Linked DNA regions of Mus musculus: all the other regions are linked to region 2. A link is a contact called in public Hi-C and HiChIP or PLAC-seq data. All regions are on one chromosome and are shown on one strand. The core of a region is the stretch at or near the end of the contact, and the rest is flanking DNA. Distances in the headings are between cores, read along the strand shown.

The links. Hi-C and Micro-C count contacts between places; a contact is called where the count stands out from the background. HiChIP or PLAC-seq counts read pairs in DNA pulled down with a chosen protein or histone mark.
Region 1: a contact with region 2 is called in a Hi-C map of B cells, with 6 read pairs. The contact joins the promoter of C1galt1 here to the promoter of Pon2 in region 2. A contact is called at or near these places in 1 of 39 promoter capture datasets (pre-B cells), 1 of 484 Hi-C or Micro-C datasets (B cells), 2 of 115 datasets of contacts at active chromatin or transcription factors (astrocytes and double positive thymocytes) and 1 of 9 other capture datasets (adipose tissue).
Region 3: a contact with region 2 is called in an H3K27ac HiChIP or PLAC-seq map of thymic regulatory T cells, with 22 times the contacts expected there. The contact joins the promoter of Rpa3 here to the promoter of Pon2 in region 2. A contact is called at or near these places in 1 of 484 Hi-C or Micro-C datasets (B cells) and 1 of 115 datasets of contacts at active chromatin or transcription factors (thymic regulatory T cells).

The regions. Positions count from the first base shown.
Region 1 is chr6:7,843,142-7,847,027 of GRCm38.p6, forward strand. C1galt1 (core 1 synthase, glycoprotein-N-acetylgalactosamine 3-beta-galactosyltransferase, 1) reads left to right here and starts at 2,083. Exons shown (of 4, transcript NM_052993.3): 1 at 2,083-2,253.
Region 2 is chr6:5,295,991-5,299,906 of GRCm38.p6, forward strand. Pon2 (paraoxonase 2) reads right to left here and starts at 2,350. Exons shown (of 9, transcript NM_183308.3): 1 at 2,222-2,350. The coding sequence starts at 2,295.
Region 3 is chr6:8,257,115-8,261,501 of GRCm38.p6, forward strand. It overlaps Rpa3 (replication protein A3), which reads right to left and starts at 2,027. Exons shown (of 4, transcript NM_026632.4): 1 at 1,886-2,027; 2 at 573-647. The coding sequence starts at 1,984. Umad1 (UMAP1-MVP12 associated (UMA) domain containing 1) reads left to right here and starts at 2,174. Exons shown (of 4, transcript NM_001302354.1): 1 at 2,174-2,379.

The sequences.
Region 1 (3,886 bases), core at 833-3,332, 2.5 Mb after region 2:
CCTGTTCTTCTTTTCTGGCCTGTCCTATCAGTTTCTCATTCTTTCCTCAATTTTCTCATCTGAAAAGGAGACCTTTGAATTCAAATCCCTAGCTTTGTTTCAAGTTTTAAACTTCCTTTGGAAGAATTTTTTTTGAGGGGGGGGGATTTATTGGTGCCGTTCAGTAGCTTCCTAAAACTACACACAATGAATTGGTTCATCACCTAGATCCCAGCCTACTATGGTTGGAATGTGGCTTTTCTTCCCCAGACTCTGATCTCGATTATCATGTGTTAGAGGGTGAGGCTAAGTAAAAGTGTTGATTTTGTTAGGACTCTCCCCTTACTTACCGAATGAACGACGATGAACGGCTCAATTCTTTCTTGTGACTAATGGATTAATGAATGAATGGGCTATTCAGTGACTGATATAAAATCGAGTTCGGCTAGGTCTCCAATATGCTTTCTGTTTCCTGCCGTGATATCTGGCTGGTTCACGACTTAATAAACAAAAATCACCACACACAGCTCCTTGTCTACAATCATAACCAGAATATACCTGTTCTTTACAACTTAGCATCTATAATAGTAGAGGCAGAAAGTGGATTCAGATAAAGCTTAAATGTCTTATTCCAAAACCCTCACTTTTAATAGCTATGCTGTGGTGTGCTCAGAACTGCATAGTTTGAACATTTATCAAGCAGGGCACAGTGTTTCCATCCGGGGGCCTGGCCTTGCAGATGATGGTTAAGGTCTCTAGATCTTACTTCCACTCCCTGCTGCCTCACCAGGTGGCAACCCACTTCCGTTGCTGCCACAAAGATAGCTTCTTGGTACACAGGACCTTTGCCAAAGCAGAGCAGACGAGTTTGTAAAACTCTCTCTCTCTCTCTTTTTTTTTTTTTTTTTTTTTTGGTTTTTCAAGACAGGGTTTCTCTGTATAGCCCTGGCTGTCCCGGAACTCACTTATTAGACCAGGCTGGCCTCCAACTCCCGAGTGCTAGGCGTGCACCACCACTCCCCGCTGAGTTTGTAAAACTCTTAAGTATTTGCCATAGCAGAACAGAAGTAAAATGCCATTACACACATTCCTCCAAGAGGCTTTCTGTCCGTTGTCACTATATGAGTTCTCTGTTCTTCTGAGGCACACATCTGGTTACAGAGCACTCTTCATTATGCCAAATCTCTTGTTATTAAGGATAGAGGAATGCTGTGAAAGGAAAAGAGGCAAAAAAAAAGGGGGGGGGGGCTAAGATTGGGTTAGAGGTCAGCGTGACGTTGAGGTTTGTTCCACAGACAACAGTTTAAAAGGCAGTTCTTTACTTGTACTCCCTGCTAATTTCGCTTTCTGCTTTCCTGAGAGAATTAGAACACTCAACCTCACCAGAAGGGGGCTAAAAAAACCCTGAGCTCGGGGAAGCCGGGACTTCCCAGCCCACTCCGCAGGAGGGCGGGGCAAACACCCGGCGGCCAATCCCCGCATCCGCAGGTCGCGGTGTCCCCGCCCACTCTGCCCAGGCCCCGCCCTTCCCCGGGGCTGCTGCTGCTGCTGCAGCTGCTGCAGCCGGGACGTCAGCATCTCCGAGACCCCTGGGTGGCGGCTGCGCAGTAGGCGGGCCGTGGTCCAGGCCGCGCGGTCGGGAGGGGCGGAGCGAGCGGCGGGAGCGAGCGGCAGGAGCGCGCGCCGGGCCCGCCTCGGCCGCCGCCGCCGCCGCCGCCGCCGGGAGATGATCTGGGCGGCCGCGGGCGGCCCAGGCTAGCGGCCCCTGCCCGTGCTGCGGCGGGCCAGGGCAGCGAAGGTCGCGGGTGGGGGGTCGTCCTCCTCCCCGCCTCCGGGAGGGGCGAGAGGGAGCCGGGGCTGATGTCAGGGACGGCGGGCGGAGGCGCCCGAGGGCTGCGGGTCCAGGGGCTCGGCTGCCGGCGGCAGGGCGACTGAGGGTTCGGGAACGCCGCCCGGGTCCGCGTCCCCGTCCGCGCCGGCGCGGCCAAACAGGTGTCTCGGGCGGCGGGCGAGCGGCCACCCTCGCGCTCTCCGCGGCCCGGCGTGTCCGGCCCGAGGCGCCCGGGGCGGGCCAGCGCCGAGCGGTCCTGCCCGCCGCCCCGCCCCGGGCCTCCGCGCGCCCGGCGCCCGCCAGCTGTGTGCACTCAGGTGCGGGCACCTTCCGGCCGCAACAGTCCCGAGTGCCCGCCGCCGTTGGACCGTCAGCTTTGTCTGGAGCTGGTCGGTTATGGTTGGAACTTTCCCTGCCCTTCGTTGACTGAGTGAACCAGCCAGGTGTGTTGGGGGCTTGCTACGCGCAGGATTTAAAAAAAAAATGTTTTTTGTTTTTTCTTTTTCCTTTGGTAACAAAGTGTGATGGCTTTCCTAGATGTTGGCTAGTTAAACAAAGTGCTTTGACTTTAGATAGATACTCTTCTAAATTAACTAATTTAAGAGTGAGGATCGGGGATTAATGCTTTTGAGCTCTGTCCACACTTCTTACTAGTGGCGTGGGACTTAGAATATTCTAAGATCCCTTACTTCCTGGAAAAAAAATTTTTTTTTTCCAATCTAGATCTTTGTATTCACGGTATTTCCTTTTAGTACATACTGTCAAAAGATGTATTCTGAGTTAAAAAGTTACAAAGTTAGAACTTCAGTGCTTCAGACTGAGTAGGCAACGCGGAAGGGACAGAAGTTTGGTAATTTGCAGGAAGTTGAGGATAGACCACAGATAGCTCAGCCTGGTGCCAAGAAAAAAATGCTGTGCACACTACAAGTTGTTTGATTCTGGTGGAAGTTTGGATTTGGAAGTGGAAACTTGAGTTTTTAGAAGGTATTTATAAACGGTACAATTTTCCAGTTCCTTATCAGATAAATGTCAGACGAGCCTTGTGCACACGATATTGTGTGCTCTAAGCATTGTATAGCATTTCTGCCAGCTGTAGTATATATTTTTGTCCAGTTTAAATGAATATAAGGTTTGAAGTTACCAAACAGTTAACTCTTTTCACCATATGTTCAGTAAAACTGACTTAGGAAGGCAAGTATGACTCACTGAAAAGTCAGCATTAGTGGACAACTAACTTTAGTGTTTCAGATTTTCTTGAAATTTATGTTTTCCTCTATCTTTTTACTCAGGACTCAGCAGTTTACAAATGCTTTGTGGTCATTTCCCACTTAAACTCCCTCTCCCTACATTGTGCTCTTAAAAAAAAAATCAGCCTACAGTTGTGGATAACTTTAATATCAAGCAGTTTAAAAGTACATATAATGAGTTAATGTTTGGCTAATTGTATTCAAAAGTATGTGCTGTATATTGCTTGTGTGTTGATTTTGCTGAAATGAAAATTGTGTTATTCAGCTTAACTATAAACTCATGATAATATAAAGTCAAATCTTTGGTGAAAGTAGTGGTTGGAATTTTGTTGCAATTTATTTATGAATCAAATGTGAATTGAAATTGTTACCTTAATGCTCCTGTTTACCTATTACATTCAAAAGTTGGCTTTTCGGTACAGATATTTTAAAAGGACTTTGAGATTTTAACAACTAGCTTGAAATAAAAGAAAGATACATGTTTTTAATTACCAAATCTGGTGGGACTAAGGTCTTTTTAAAAATTAAAAATTTAAATTAACATGCCAAGTGGTGAGATTCATATATACGTTGGTCATTATACTTTGGTTTTATTCGCTTAAAGAAAACAAGACTTGCTGCATAAAATGTGAAGTTGGCCTTTTATCTTTCAATCCAATAAGAAACAAATGATAAAGTGTACTTAATTTTTTGCATATAATTGAAATGTCACTCCCCACCTGGTGTTGGGGGTGGGGCGGTGTAAGTCACTCAGCTGCAACTGTTTTTTTTTTTTTTTTTCCTGTTAGGTGTGAAACAGGAAGCTGTTCTTTATGAATCAGGGAGTCCC
Region 2 (3,916 bases), core at 1,100-3,599:
CAGAGGATGGCCTAGTTGGTCATCAATGGGAAGAGAGTCCCTTGGTCCTGTGAAGGTTCTATGCCCCAGTGTAGAGGAATGCCAGGGCCAGGAACTAGGAGTGGGTGGGTTGGGGAGCAGGGGAGGAGATAAGGAGTTTTGGAGGGGAAACCAGGAAAGGGGATAACATTTGAAATGTAAATAAAGAAAATATCTAATGAAAAAAAAATAAGAACAGTAGTTACTCAAGGATAAGGCCGAGCCATTGGCGGCAGCGAGACTGGCCAAAGGGCAGAATGGTCTGATTAGAAGACAGGCAGTGCAGTGACGTGAGCTAATAGTAGTGTATGCTTCAAACCAGGAAGAAAGAATGCTTAACATTCTCATCTCAAAGAAAAAGCAAGTGCTTACGGTGACTGCTGTGGTAATCACTGCAGATCTCGTTATATATAACACCTTAGCCCATAAGTATGTGTGTTTATTATTTATCGATTAAAAACAAAGGCTAGCCCGACCCATCCAATGTGTGGAGAGTCTACAGGAGCAGAAGCATTTCCGTGCCATGACAATGAAGCCACATTGCCATTCCCTGGCACAGGCATAAGGCTGACTTTCTCCCTGTTGCAGTGCTCCCACCATGTCCACTTCTCACAGGGCCTTCTTCTAAGTGAAGCTGCAGCTATGGGACACTGGAATTGCCTTGCAAGATGTGCTATACTTTGATTTGACTCTCATTCTTGGGGATGCAGTCTGGGTCTCCTTTATCATTCCCAAAGTGCTTTCCCCATGCCTAGTCCAGCATCTCTCAATGCTTAATGCATACTGTACAAGAGGATTGCTAAGAGAGGGGTGTGCTTCGTGTTGTGATTTTGTAGTGTGGTGCTGGGGCTAGAATCCCAAGCTTCGTGCATTCTGGGCAAGTGCTCTGTCCCTGAGCTACACTGCACATTATTAGCAAAGATATAAACGTTAAAAATAAAAAAAAAAAAGATAAAAGGAAGAAAGAAGAGGAGAGGGGAGGAGAGGGGAGGAGAGGAGAGGAGAGGAGAGGAGAGGAGAGAAGAGAAGAGAAGAGAAGAGAAGAGAAGAGAAGAGAAGAGAAGAGAAGAGAAGAGAAGGAAATCTGACTGTCATGCTGGCGTGTGCCTATAATAGCAGAAGTCAGGAGACCAAAGAATCCTGAGTTTTGAGACCAGACTGAGCTTCAAAACAGAGGATACACAGTGAGACTTCGTCTCAAAACCAAGAATTCATTTAAAATTTAGAAAAGCACCCAAAACCCAAGGCCGATGCCCTATCAGAACCAACTGAATTAGAATGTTTCACATGGTGCTACTTGGACGTCAAGACTCCGGGAGATCCCAATATCCAGGCCCCGTTGCTGTGCCCTTCGGGCTTATTTGTACAATGCAAGACTCATAGCAGTTTGCTGCTAAACAACCAATGAGTGCCGGCGCTTCCCTTTTGCCTATTAGAGAGAGGCCCAGTGTGAAGCACACCCTTCAGACTTGCCCGCCTTCCTCATCTGAGTCTACGTTGCCTCCCAGAACGCCTACAGAAGACTGTCTTTTCTCTTTAACCCTATAAGGAGCTGAGTACTACTGTTCCGGAACACTTTTGCAAGAAGTTTATAAAGTTTGAATTGGTAACTTGAAAGTATGATGTCTACCCAGAACAAACAATCGCTCGCTCTGCTTCTGGGACTCTGGTCAATAAATAAGGAAATGATGTAAGAACAGTAGCTGTCTCTCTCAAGCGTCTTTGATCTCCAGCGCCAAGACGGAAACCCTGAAGTTTCACCAACTATTAATGCTGGGGAGGGATGGGTTCCGGCTGAGCAGAACAGCACCAGTGACCTAAAATGAAGCTGTATAATTAGAGCGTCCACGCATGAGTAATGGTTTTGTTTTCAAATTAAAGCACTGGGTTTGCCCTTGGGGAATTTGCAAAGCTCTCTCTTGTCAGCCTAGGCAGAGGAACCTCGGCACCAGCAAGCGCTGGAAAACTTTTTCCCAAAGTGTCTAGGTCTTGGTGGAAGTGGACTGGGTCGGTTAAACGGAGCACCGGTAGCTATCCGAAGTTCTTCCTTCCATCCGGTCCCCCCCCCCCCCCGAACTAAACAAGCTCTCTCTCCAGTTACCTCCCCCCCTCTCACCCCCTCCCACCCGCCGCGCGAGCGCCCCAATCAGCTCGGCGGTCCCAGCCTAGGGACTCCCGACCCGGGACCCTCGGCAGCACCTACCTGAGCGCTAGGAACCGCTCGCCCAGCAGCGCCAGCCCGATGCCCAGCAAACTCAGAGCCACCATCCGGCCCATGGTGCGGGACCGGCCCGCCGTCTGGCTCGGGCCTGACCGAGCAGCTCCGGACGCTGGGCCAGCTCCCCGCCCCGAGCGCGGAGCCGCGCCCGATCCCCGCCCCGAGCGCCGGCTCTGCAGCCCAGGCTCCGCCCGGCGCCTCGTCCTCGGAGCACATCCGCACATGCCCGCGTGGGAACCCAACTGAACTTGATTCCTTTCACAAACACCCCGCCAAGCCTCCGATCCTCGCGCAGCTGCACCTGCTCAGCTCCCTGAAAACTTTAGGGTGGCCTCTGCGGAGTTCCCTTAATTTAGTTAAGTTTGGGCTTGCTTTTTGCTGTTTTGGCCTGGTGTTTGAGGATACTTTCCCCCTCTGTTGTGTATAATTTTGGCTTTGAGAAGCTAGGAAACAAACTCAGGACTTTGTTCATATTAGGCTAGTACTGAGCCATATCTACAGTCATACACTAGTTTTGTTATTACACATACGTGTGTATAACATTTCTATATTTAAATATAAAATATATTTAGATAGTAATTATTAAACAACACAGAAAGTATATTATATATATATATGAAATCTATTAAAATTGTACTTTTAAATGTTCTTATTGTTTTGAACATAAGGTCTCATGTGGTCCAGGCTGGTAGGGAACTTCTGATCTGTCTACCTCCATATGCCAAGTTCTTGGGCCACTCAAGGCCCTGCCTAGAGTAATATGTTTTGCCTTAGTTCTTTATTTCATATGCATGGTTGTTTTGCTTGCATGTAAGTATATGCACCACATTCATGCCTGGTATCCACATAGGTCAGAAAAGGGTGCCCACTACACCAGGAAATACAGCCAGTGTTCTTAGTGCTGAGACATCTCTCTCGTTCAGACATTTTAAATATTCCTTTCCTTTTTTTTCTTCTTTTAGATGGGAAAAAAGTGGTTCTGGACAGGTCTTATATAAGAAGTTAGAGTTGGAATTACATCCTTTTATATTAAGATTTATAGCCAGGTGTGGTGACGCACACCTTTAATCCCTGCACTTGGGAGGCAGAGGCGGGTGGATTTCTGAGTTTGAGGCCAGCTTGGTCTACAGAGTGAGTTCCAGAACAGCCAGGGCTACACAAAGAAACCCTGTCTCGAAAAAAAAAAAACCAAAAAAAAAAAAAAAGATTTTAGACTAAAACACCACAAACTCGGGACTCACTGGAGTACTAATCAATTTTCTCTTCTTTCTCCCTTTTCATTTTAATACTTATTGATATACACTTATAAAAATATAAAGAGGGAGGGCACTCGTTGAGATTGCGACAGCTACTGGGTATAACTTGAAATCAGTTCCTAATTGTTCCCAGTGCTTAATTCCCACCTGCAATGTTTGCAGAAGCTACACAGTCAGTTCCCGGGGACCATCCTTTTCTGACAGTGTTTTGTTATTGCAGCTCGAGGTGACCTCAGATTTGAGGCTCTCTTGCCTTGCCCTCGTGAGGATTACCAGCAGATGCTGGCACATCAGGCCAGGTTTCTGTTTTGTAACCAACCATTAAGGAAAAGCAGATGCCGGTTTGTACCTGGCCCCTCACCAAAGGGAAAAGAAAGAGATCTTCCTGTTCCACACATCTGTGACCAGCCCTAAGGGACTCTGG
Region 3 (4,387 bases), core at 777-3,276, 3.0 Mb after region 2:
TAAAAACTCACCGAGAAGAACTGTGGATAAATCTTACATGTTCTATATCAAGTAACCAAATAGTATATGGATTTGTCGGCATAAAATATCAAAGATGTTTTAAGCACATTAAACATAAAACTTTAAAAAATTTAGAAATATAAAAATATGCATGAATATATATATATATATATATATATATATATATATATATATGAAAATTAAACATAGAAAATAAAACTGACTAGCAATGCCACTTAGTATGAAGCAGGAGGAACACACCTGGGGCCAGCTCTTGAAGGCCAGGCTTGTGATTATGGAAGAAGCAGTTTAAAAAATTTTTCACATGTATTTTTTGGATTTTTTTTTTAAGGAATAAAAATTGTTATCCAACCAATACTTAAGGGACACTTTCAGAAATGTTGGAGCCCTAAGAATCACTAAAGTTTAGAAATGGAAATAAGACAAAATATGAGAGCATGAATTTGATTTTTAAAGTTATACAAGTGTAATCTTCACATTTCCACCCCCAAATCAGAAATAATAAGAAACCCCAAAAAATTAAATATGAGAGCATATCACTTAAAACATACTGGCTCCATCAATTCAATGGTTCCATTTTTTCCTTCTCCATCTGAAAGAATAAACATTTTTCCAGTGGGATGAATCTAAAAAAGGAAATCAAGACAAAAAGCCATAGATTTAGAAAACAGAATCTACAGAAATGAATATTTAAAAGATTCCCTGAAGTTTCATTTGGTTGAATATAAAGTAATAGGGGTTTTGGACAGTTTATTTGGTTCAAGTTATAATCTTATTACCTGATCAGATGATTGTAAGCCCAGTTAATTTTGAATTTCTAATAAACAACAAATATTTGCTTAGTGTTTTGTGTGGTTTCTTTTATTTGCAAAAGACACTTGGTACACTAAAACTAAACGAGGCTTTCACTGTCTAATGAAATTCTGCCAACATTCTTGATTTAGTACATCTCACAGAATACCTTCTTTTTGAGGGGTTGTTTGTTTGTTTGTTTTCGAGACAGGGTTTCTCAGTATAGCCCTGGCTGTCCTGGAACTCACTCTGTAGACCAGGCTGGGCTCGAACTCAGAAATTCACCTGCCTCTGCCTCCCGAGTGCTGGGATTAAAGGCGTGCGCCACCACCGCCCGGCTCAGAATACTTTCTTTTAAAATTAAGAACGATGATCTAAAAGAACTGGTTGCCAGATCTGAGGAAGACTTCCCTTGAAACTGAGCTCTGCCACTCGATGTGAGGTTTGAGCAGCTCAGTCAGCCTACCTGTTTAGTTAGAAATTCTTTTCCCTTAGAAAATGTGTGAATGAAATGACCTAGCAGGTAAGTCCTTACAGAGGATTTTCTTTCCCTCGGCACTCTCAATTTCTGGGCCTTTGGGCTTAATTTTTACCTATAGGAAGGACGAGGCTGCAATCTAAGACTGGGCTAGATACAAGGTATCTATAGAATATGGGAGGGGCTATCAAGAAATGTTTCATAGGGAGACGACTGCAAAGTAGAAAAACTAGGCCCATAAATAGAGACGGCTGCAAAAGACAGGGAAGCAAGAAGCTAAGTCTGGCTAAAACAAAAACTCGAACAACAGACAGAGGAGCCAGGTTTGTAAATACCTTCCTGGTAAATAAAGAAAGGGGGCGCGGAGCGCTTGGATCTAAAAGGTCATTCCAAACAGTTTTGGGGACATAAAAGAAGCGGCACCAAAATGTTGCTGCAATGGCTTAGCAGTTTCCACAAGCTCTTCTTGTGAAAACTACAGCAAGCTGGAGGGCAATGCTGCTTAAAGGTGACCTGCTCCCAGCCTCAGCTCCCGACCCCGCAGTCCTTCCCGAGTGGCCGTGGTCCCGTCCTCTCGCCCGAACCCGCATGCACCTTTTCCAGCTTCCCCACGAAGCACACGGGCCGGTCGATATACTGTGGTAACATGCTGGCGTTGACGCGCGCTTTGGGGAGCTGCATTATGTCCTCCATGATTCTGCCGCCAACACTCGCAACCCGCAGGAAAGCAGAAAATGATTGACGCCCAGCGGGCGGCCGCGCCAACCCGGGCAGATTTCCCGAACACCAATCAGAGGAGACGTACGCTCCAGACCCACCAATCAAATCCACGGGAGCATCTGGTTCGCTCGCACCGGGCTGGCGGAGGGGCTCAAGGCTTCCGGAAGTACTGGTAGACTGCCTAGTGACGCGCGGCGTTCCGGAAGTCACTGGGGCCGAAACCCGGCGGGCAGTGGAGGCGGGACTTAGAGGGGCGGGGGCTGAGGCCTGGGACCCGGGATCTGGAGCGGCCGAACGTCGACTTGACCCCGGAAGTAAGCTGAAGGACCGTGGTGGGTGGCGAGCTGCGGGCTGCGGCGGAGTCTCAGGTAGCTTTCTTGCGGGAGGTGTCTGGATCTCCGCGCCTCTCTCCTCCCGAGGGCTGAACCGTCGGGGTGGTGGGCGGAGTCGGGCTCCTGGTCCCGGAATGCCGCGGTGCGGGCACTGACAGTTGCCAGCTTTTGCGCGGGTGGCGCGGGTGCGTGCCTAACCTGGGGTTTGGGGTTTTTATTTTTGAGCCAGTTCTACCTGTAGAGAACCATCGTCAGTCTTTACCCCTCCCTCAGGAGGTTGTTGCTAGGAGACGTTGTGTAACGGACCTGCCTGCTTTACCCACTGGCAGCAAGAGGTGCTGCCCCTCTCTTTACCTTGGACCTTTTGCTAGCCTTGGCGGTGTGGAGGTGTCCATTTCCTCACCTCCTGGGTGCTGGCGTGCATTGGGGCTCCGGTAGAGGAGGACCCCCGGGAAGGACTAGAGATGACAGGCTTCACCAGCTGTTGGACCCAAGCTAGTGCTCCTCCACTGGCGTCACATTTTCTCTTTCTGCAAATGAGGGGTTGACTGCTTTGTAAGGTGCTAGATAACTCTAATTTTGGGTTGTAATACTATATCTAGTTCCCCGAAGTACTCAGAGCTGGCTGTCTGAAAGACAGTTTATTCCAAGATTTGAAGAAAATTGTCGGATGTGTTTCTGGTTCAGAAAATGACTGGATGCTGGTGGCTGTTGATTTTAGTAATTTCACCAGCAAGGGATTGGTACTGAGAAATTTCAAAATGAACGCACATAAAAATACCTTCAAAAGAGGTTGCAGAAATTAAAACATAATTTTAATTGCGTCTCATAATTATGTGGAACAGTGTCTGGATTTTTCTAAAGCCAAAGACTTATTAACCTTCAAATTCAGGGCTAATAACTCAGTTCCAATAATTCAGTTCCAATGTAGCCTGCTGTTGCTGCCTTAAGTAATAAAATACAAAGATCTGGTTCCATCTATTTAAGAGTGAAATCCAATCTCCCCTATTTAAACGATTGTTAGCTCTCCTTAGTGTTCATGTGACATTTAATATGTGTGTCTTAATTCTGTTGTGATTAAAACAAGTTTAAAATTTTTTTCCTTAGTTGTGGGCTGCATTTCCTTTGGGTGCTGGCAAGTCGGTATTGAGGCATTCATGATATAGCACTGCGTTTTCTACCCTGGTGCATAGCACCCTTTTAGTTCAGTGAAAAGTAACCAGCAAGAAGTAAGTTCCCAGTTCAGGTCTAGTTTGCTTTATCTGTGTGCTGCAAGCAAATGGTACCCTGTCTCCAGACATAGGTTCTTACCATCTAGTTGTGGTGGACAGCTCGGAGCATTGTAGAAAATCGTGTTGTTTGTGTGCCTTTGGGTCATCCTTCTCAAGAACTCTAGGGAGGTATATCACAGCCTTTCAGCCCTGAGATTTTTGTTTAGTAGCTCATGCCTTTAGGGGAAGCATTCTTTTCCCATGCAGGGTATTCCCATTTAAATTTCCTTTTAAAACCAGTTAAACTTTTCAATTAGCTTACAAAGTAGTAGGTTTTCCTGAGACCTCTTTATACATCCTTAGTCTTGGTTAGCCCAACCTCGTGTTCCCATCTCCACTTAAGCCTTTCACCCCCCAGTATTCTCCTCCAATGAACTACTTTTATAGCTCACATGTTCTACTATCTCTTACACTCCTTGAAATTTCTCTGTAGCCATCTTTGGCCTTTTGTAGCTTCCTGACCTCTAAAGATACCACAAATGTAAGCACACAAATCTAAAACCTTAAAACTAGGATCCATATGTGAGAGAGGACACAATGTTTGTCTTCCTTGGCCTGGGTTACCTCATTCACTATAATAATATTTTCCAGCCCCTTTATTTTTTTTGTAAAATTCATAATCTCATTTTTTTCTGTATAGCTGAATACAACTCCATTGTGTATATGTATTGTGTATATGTATATGTATTGTGTATATGTGTACGTATATGTATACATATTTGTTCATTGGTAGCTGGACATTCGGGATGATTCCATTTCCGAGCTATTGTCAA